Linked DNA regions of Mus musculus: region 1 is linked to region 2. Evidence: chromatin contacts called from public HiChIP or PLAC-seq data. All regions are on one chromosome and are shown on one strand. Each heading gives the region's core, a stretch centred on a gene start, on an enhancer-like site or on the middle of the called end of the contact. The rest is flanking DNA. Distances are from core to core; before and after follow the strand shown.

Region 1 (3,101 bases), core at 505-3,004, 250 kb before region 2:
GGAGGCAGAGGCAGGCAAATCTCTTGGAGTTCAAGGCCAACCTGGTCTACAGAGCTATTCCAAGACAGCTGGGGCTACACAAAGAAACCCTGTCTCAAAAAACCAAACCAAACCAACAACCAAACAAATCAGCATAACTCCCGAGCAAGGCTGACTCACGAATTCCTGAAGCCTTCCAGATTGTTTGAAGATAAGAGTCTTGGAGCCAGGTTGGCCTCATACTTGCTATATAGCAGAAGTGATCTTAAGTTCTTGATTCTTGTGCCTTTGCTTGCCAAGAGCTGGGCTTTCGAGCATGTACCATTTGCTTTAGGTTTCTGAGGAACTGGAGCTGGACTCCATGGTTCCTGTATACTAGACAAATATTTTACTAACTGAGCTATACCCCCCTCCTCCAGCCCTGCAAGTTTGTGAAATCTGCATATTTTTGTATGAAAACTCAAAAAAAAAATAGCTGGGAAGATGGCTCAGAGGTGAAAATGCAAACCTGACCGTTCGAAAGCCCAGAACCCAGGTTAAAGCAGAAGGCAGGAGATTACAGACTACTACTCTACAATCCCTTCACTCTAACAGGGCTGTCAGGGAGTCGGGAAGTTACAGGGCCAGCTAGCATGGTATACAAGCACTGAAATCATGAGAGACCCTGTCTCAGGAAAGGTGGGAGGTGAGGACTCATATCCTAGGATGTCATCTGACCTCTGAATGCCTGCATTCACACAGAAGCATTTAAGACACATGAACTCTCAAAAAAAAAAAAAGACTCAAAAACATGCACATATCTCATACACACATAATAAATAAATAAGCTAAAAACATTAGGGGACAATAATGGTCTGTATTTGACAAGATTGAATTTTCTTTTTCCTTCTACTGTTCGTCAGGCAGCACCATTGCCGTGCATGAAGTTCTGGACAAACATATTGTCAAGCAGTAACCAAGTAATTTTTTTTAAAGAAGGGGATGATTTATTTCTATTAATCATCATGATCTTAAGAATTTCTACCTTGGGCAAAGGGACATGCACACAGTACATGCACTACCTATGGTGTTTGAGATCTAAAGTTATGCTGGGCAATTCTGTCTTCCAGGAGTATCTGAGAAAATCTAAGCCGTTATCTGTTATCCTTTGGAAGAAAGAGTCCCGCAAGGGCCACTAAAATGCAATGACATCATTTATAGATGGTACTTAGATTGAGATGTGGGGCACACCCAAACAATGATGTGGAATAGCTAGCTGCTTCCTAGAGACCTCAACTTCTGTGGAAGAAGGGCAGATTCTGAGGTAGAGGTCATATTGGCCAGCTCTTCAGGAGACCTGACTTTAGGGACCAATTAGAACAGAGGCAGTCTTGGGGAGGCCTCAGAGGTGCCCATCACCCTGGGTCTCCTTCATCAACTGAGTCTTTCCTAAAACCAGTTTGTTCTGTCCTGACCAATTGGACACCACTATGCTAGTTTCCATCATATCTTTCTTCAGCGCAACCTTCACTTCCCAGGTACTAAGGAGCCAGAGACGTAGCTAAAAGGGATTAAGCACGTGAAACGTCTACTTTGCCCTTTCCGGTTCGGTCACGTGCATTATATAATCCCGGGCTTGCCCTTGGCAATGAGCCTTCGACTTCGAAAATGCCCGCAGGTCGCGCTTTGAGGGCTCACGCCCGTCCGTGAATCCAGACCATCACGTCCCCTGCGTCGAGGGGCGGGGCCTGATGGTCTGACGTCACCCACTACACCCCGCCTCCCAGATATTATCAGTGCCGCCCGCCATCTTGTCTCAGTGTCTGGTTTGGCGGCGGAAGCATTGGCGGGCTGTGTGAGTCTGTGAGTGGAAGGCGCGCCGGCTCTTTTGTCTGAGTGTGACCCGGTGGCTTTGTTCCAGGCATTCCGGTGATTTCCTCCGGGCAGTCCGCAGAAGCCGCAGCGGCCGCCCGCGCTCTCTCTGCAGTCTCCACACCCGGGAGAGCCTGAGCCCGCGTCACGCCCCTCAGCCCCCGCTGAGTCCCTTCTCTGTTGTCGCGTCCGAATCGAGTTCCCGGAATCAGACGGTGCCCCATAGATGGCCAGCTTTCCCCCGAGGGTTAACGAGAAAGAGATCGGTGAGGCTCGGGATGGAGGGGGAGCGCGGGGTCTACCGGCAGAGCGTGAAGGGGCTGGCTCCGGGGCCCGGGGGGAAAACGGGGGTGGGGGATGGGAGAACGGGGAAGTCCGATGCCAAGGCCCACGAGCGCGGGGGACCGGATGCCCGGGCTCCGGAGAAATGGAGAGGAGCAAGGACTGACGCTGCGTGGCGGGAGGAAGCGGTCCCGCGATGGGCGTCGGCCGGGAGTGAATGGACCCAGAGCGGGCCTCCCGAGTTTGCTCAGCGCCGGGCAAACCCTAGTGACACCATCACAGCTGGGGTGCGGATCGGACGTCCTGGGATTCTCCCGGCTGTGTCTTGGATATCGAATGGACCTGGAGAGTTACTAGCATAGGCTAAGTGGTCTATCCTAGGCTCTCTTTGGTGGGAAGAAGTTGTGAACTTTTGTGTTTTTTGAGGCGCAGCAGGAACAGCAGCATCTGTATGTCCGGTACTCTATTGAGAAAGGGACCTGGAGAGGTGTCAGCGGCGTAGAAAAAAAAGTTTTAGTGTTTTTTAAAGGATGGCGTTATGAAAGTGAAGGGTTCTAAGGAGGGAATATGTTGCCCACCTACACGGGGGGGTGGGGGTGGAAGGAGCCGTGAGAATAGGTGGAATGGCTGAAGGAGGGCTATTGTACAGAGGATGTAGCCGTGGCTAGACCTGTCACGCGTCTGGCTGAAGCCTGGACAATGGGGAGTGGAAGGGCGTGGGCCAGACCTGCCCGTTGGCCCCTTTAAAGCACTTAGCATTATTTAAATTCTCTCAAAGGAGTCACCTTTGAGCCCATTGGATGACATTCGTTGAACAAAATTATCGTCAGTAGACACTGACTTTACAGTTTTGTCAATTGGATTTTCATGTCCATGCTAAAGGTAGGGGCAGGACTCCATGAGTGTGTGAAGAGTTCCAGGTCAGGCTATAACTGAGCTACTACCCTCTTTAACAAGGCACTGTCACACTTCCTTTCTGGTCGTGAAAT
Region 2 (3,099 bases), core at 13-2,512:
TTGACTTACAGTGAGAAAACAGAGGTATTGAGACTAGAATGCTTGCCTGGTTTCACCTAACTGCCAAGGCTCCATGCACAGACTCTCCTCAGACCTGGAGCAAACTCACTTCCTTCGCAGCAGGTAGTAATTTCCATCACCATAACGCCCAACCCAAATGATTCTATTTTATTACCCCTTGAAAGGAAAGATCCCCTTAATCCCAGGGTGGGAGAACTGTGCACGGCGCTCCCTCCAGCAGAGACTCTTCATGGGTAGAGTAGACTCCTGGAGGGCTTGTGAGGCTCCGGAGCTGGCCTTCTCCCTGACCTTAACCTTGACCTGGCACCCAGTACCTATGGTCGTCTGTGCTGGATACATGAGTCATTCTTTAAGATGCATTGTTGACCCAATCAGGTGAGCATAAGACCACTGTCACAACATTTGAGCCCAATTTGAAGCAAACTTTATTAAATACTGGCCAGGAGGATGGACACTAGCCAGGTCCATACCCAGGATTCTCAGAGAGTGGCCACAAATGACGTTAGTCGGGTGCTTATAAAGACAAACCCCACAGGACTACATACTTCCTGCCTTTGTCCAACTGGAGGCAAACATACATCCTGATGTGCGTCCCGCCTCAGCAGCTACAGCTTACATCTGATCAAACACATCCTGTGCAGCTGGGCCAACCGACTTGCTTTCAGAAGTAAAGATATATGATATGGCTTCTTATCTTCCAATGAGCCACAGTGTCCAGTATTCTAGGAAGTTATCTGTCTCTGGGCAAGCAGGGCTCATGAGTTAGAGAGGTTTTTGTTTTATAGATCTTTAAGCTTGGTAATTAAGACTTAAAGCAAAACCCTAGCCCTCACAGCATCCTAAATGTGTAGCTTGGAGGGGACAACAGTGAGAAAATGTCAATTTCCAGCCATGTCCTACAACCACACAGCCCGGTTGCAATTGCTGAGGCGGCTGGAGCTACATTGTGCTAACTGTCCCTTCCTAGCTACAGCTGATGTGTTTGCTTAAGGCTTGTTACAGCCTCAAGGTGGGGAGAGTTGACGCAGCTGCTTCATCTGTTCCCTCCCCCACACTCCATTCCCAGAAATCAGCTGATATCCTTAAGAAGTTCTCCATAGCATCCGGTTCTCCCTGTAGACTTGTCCCAGAAGGAGGGAGGATTGGAGAGGGAACCAAAGGGCAGACCCTGATGAGCCTATGTCCTTGTTCTGCCTTGTAAGGGAATCTTAGCTCCCTTCGCCACACCCCTCCAGGTGTCTGCTTCCCACAGGATCAGTTTCAATTTCCCCAGGCAAGAAGCATGACTCAGCAGCTGTTCAGGCAGGAAGGCTGGGCCTACCGAACTTCAGGTTCATGCTGTACTGGACCTGGAGTCTCCTGACCTGCCCAAAATTACTAACATCATTTGTGGCCATTCTCTGGAAATCCTGGGTATGGGCCTAGCTAGTGTCCATCCTCCTGGCTAGTATTTAATAAAGCTTGCTTCAAATTGGGCTCAAACATTGTGACAGTGGTTTGATTTCCCTGTGAACATTCGAATGAAACATTGCCCAGTGAGTACAAGACACAGACGTAAACACCAAAAGAGGCACAGCTGGGAACCTGCGGCAGGAGGATTGCTATGAGTGTGAGGCTATCCAGGGCTTCAGAATGATACACTGTCCCCACAAACCAAAAGCTGGAAGAAGAGCTTCTGGGGGCAGTGAGAAAGAGGACAGCCTGTCCTAGTGACGCAGTGAGCCCCACATGTTACCCCTGACTGTCAGCCTGCAGGCATCTGGCCCCCAGTCCCTCACTAGGTGCTTTCTGGGTTATGGCTAATCCTCTCTGAGATTATGGGATAACAGTAGAGACGATGACAGCTCTAGGTCATTGCTGTCTCTGCTCATATACAGAAAGGCATGAATTTTGGTTTTTGTGGTGATGGAGGGTGGGGCAAGATCTGTGCGTGTATGTGTGTGTATACATACATATACATGTATGTGCAATATATTACACAATTTGTAATACATTGCATACATGTATGTGTATATTAGGGCTGGAGAGATGGCTCAGCAGTTAATAGCTTGCTGCTCTTGCAAAGAGCCTGGATTTGATTCCCAGCATCCACATGGTTGCTCACAAGGGTCCCTAACTCCAGCTCCAGGATATCTCACACCCTCTTCTGATATCCATGGGCGCTGCACAAACAGGCATGCATGCAGATAAAACACTTGTACACATGAGTAAAAATAAATCTTGGGGCTGGAGAGATGGCTCAGTGGTTAAGAGCACTGACTGCTCTTCCGGAGAACCTGAGTTCAATTCCCAGCAACCACATGGTGGCTCGCATCCATCTGTAATGGGATCTGATGCCCAATTCTGCTGTGTCTGAAGAGAGCAATAGTGTACTCATATACATAAAAAAAATAAATAAATCTTTAAAAAAAATTTTTTTTTTTTATAAAAGGTGGTAATGGTCTTGTTCTTGCCTAGTGTGATTAACACCTTTCTCACTGATGGGAGTCCTCCCCTCAGAAGGGTCCCCTGTGCCACTTCCCAGTCAGCTTGCACTCCTCCCAGGTGTAACTAATGCTCAATATTTTTTCACGGCAGGACTCAGAAGAGCCATAGCCTAGAGGCAGCAAAGTGGCTCAGGGGGTAAATGTTGTAGAAAGTATTTAAATCCTGGCTGGCCTAAGGTTTCTACCCCACCTTAGGCCATTTAAATTCCTGGGTGAAAGACAAAGCAAGGCCTAAGACTTATATTGACAATAAGCCTTAAAACAGCACAACACCTGGGCAGCTCTACTCTCCACGCTATCAGAATCTATTTTCCTATTGATGACCCTGAGGGTTACTTATTATGTTTCATCTGGACTGTTCTTAAATCCAATTGAGCGACCCTAAGGGCCACGTTCTCTTGACCCCTAACTCATGGCAGCTTCTCCTGCCTTCTTCCTCTTCCTCCTCATCTCTCCTCCAATCCCAAGCTCTGGAAACCTAAACCCCATCTATGTCTCTCCTGGCATCTTTAGTTACCAATCAGAAATAGCTTAGGGGGCTGGAGAGATGGCTCAGTGGTTAAGAGCACCGACTGCTCTTCCGAAGGTCCTG

The links. HiChIP or PLAC-seq counts read pairs in DNA pulled down with a chosen protein or histone mark.
Region 1: an H3K27ac HiChIP or PLAC-seq map of embryonic stem cells shows a contact between it and region 2, with 9 read pairs. The contact joins the promoter of Wsb1 here to the enhancer-like site in region 2. A contact is called at or near these places in 1 of 39 promoter capture datasets (embryonic stem cells), 1 of 484 Hi-C or Micro-C datasets (embryonic stem cells), 22 of 115 datasets of contacts at active chromatin or transcription factors (the 230-238 cell line, the SCID.adh cell line, T-cell acute lymphoblastic leukemia and 12 more) and 4 of 9 other capture datasets (adipose tissue, embryonic stem cells, liver and 1 more).

Annotation. Positions count from the first base shown.
Region 1 is chr11:79,253,348-79,256,448 of GRCm38.p6, reverse strand. It overlaps Wsb1 (WD repeat and SOCS box-containing 1), which reads left to right and starts at 1,754. Exons shown (of 9, transcript NM_019653.3): 1 at 1,754-2,096. The coding sequence starts at 2,057.
Region 2 is chr11:79,000,779-79,003,877 of GRCm38.p6, reverse strand. No RefSeq gene overlaps it. Among named protein-coding and RNA genes, the nearest start is that of Lgals9, 17 kb to the right of the region's middle. Within about 2 kb of position 1,262, at least 150 of the 459 cell types and tissues checked have an H3K27ac peak or open chromatin away from gene starts, as enhancers often do. A contact at or near this core is called in the 230-238 cell line, the SCID.adh cell line, T-cell acute lymphoblastic leukemia and 6 more, where this site is marked.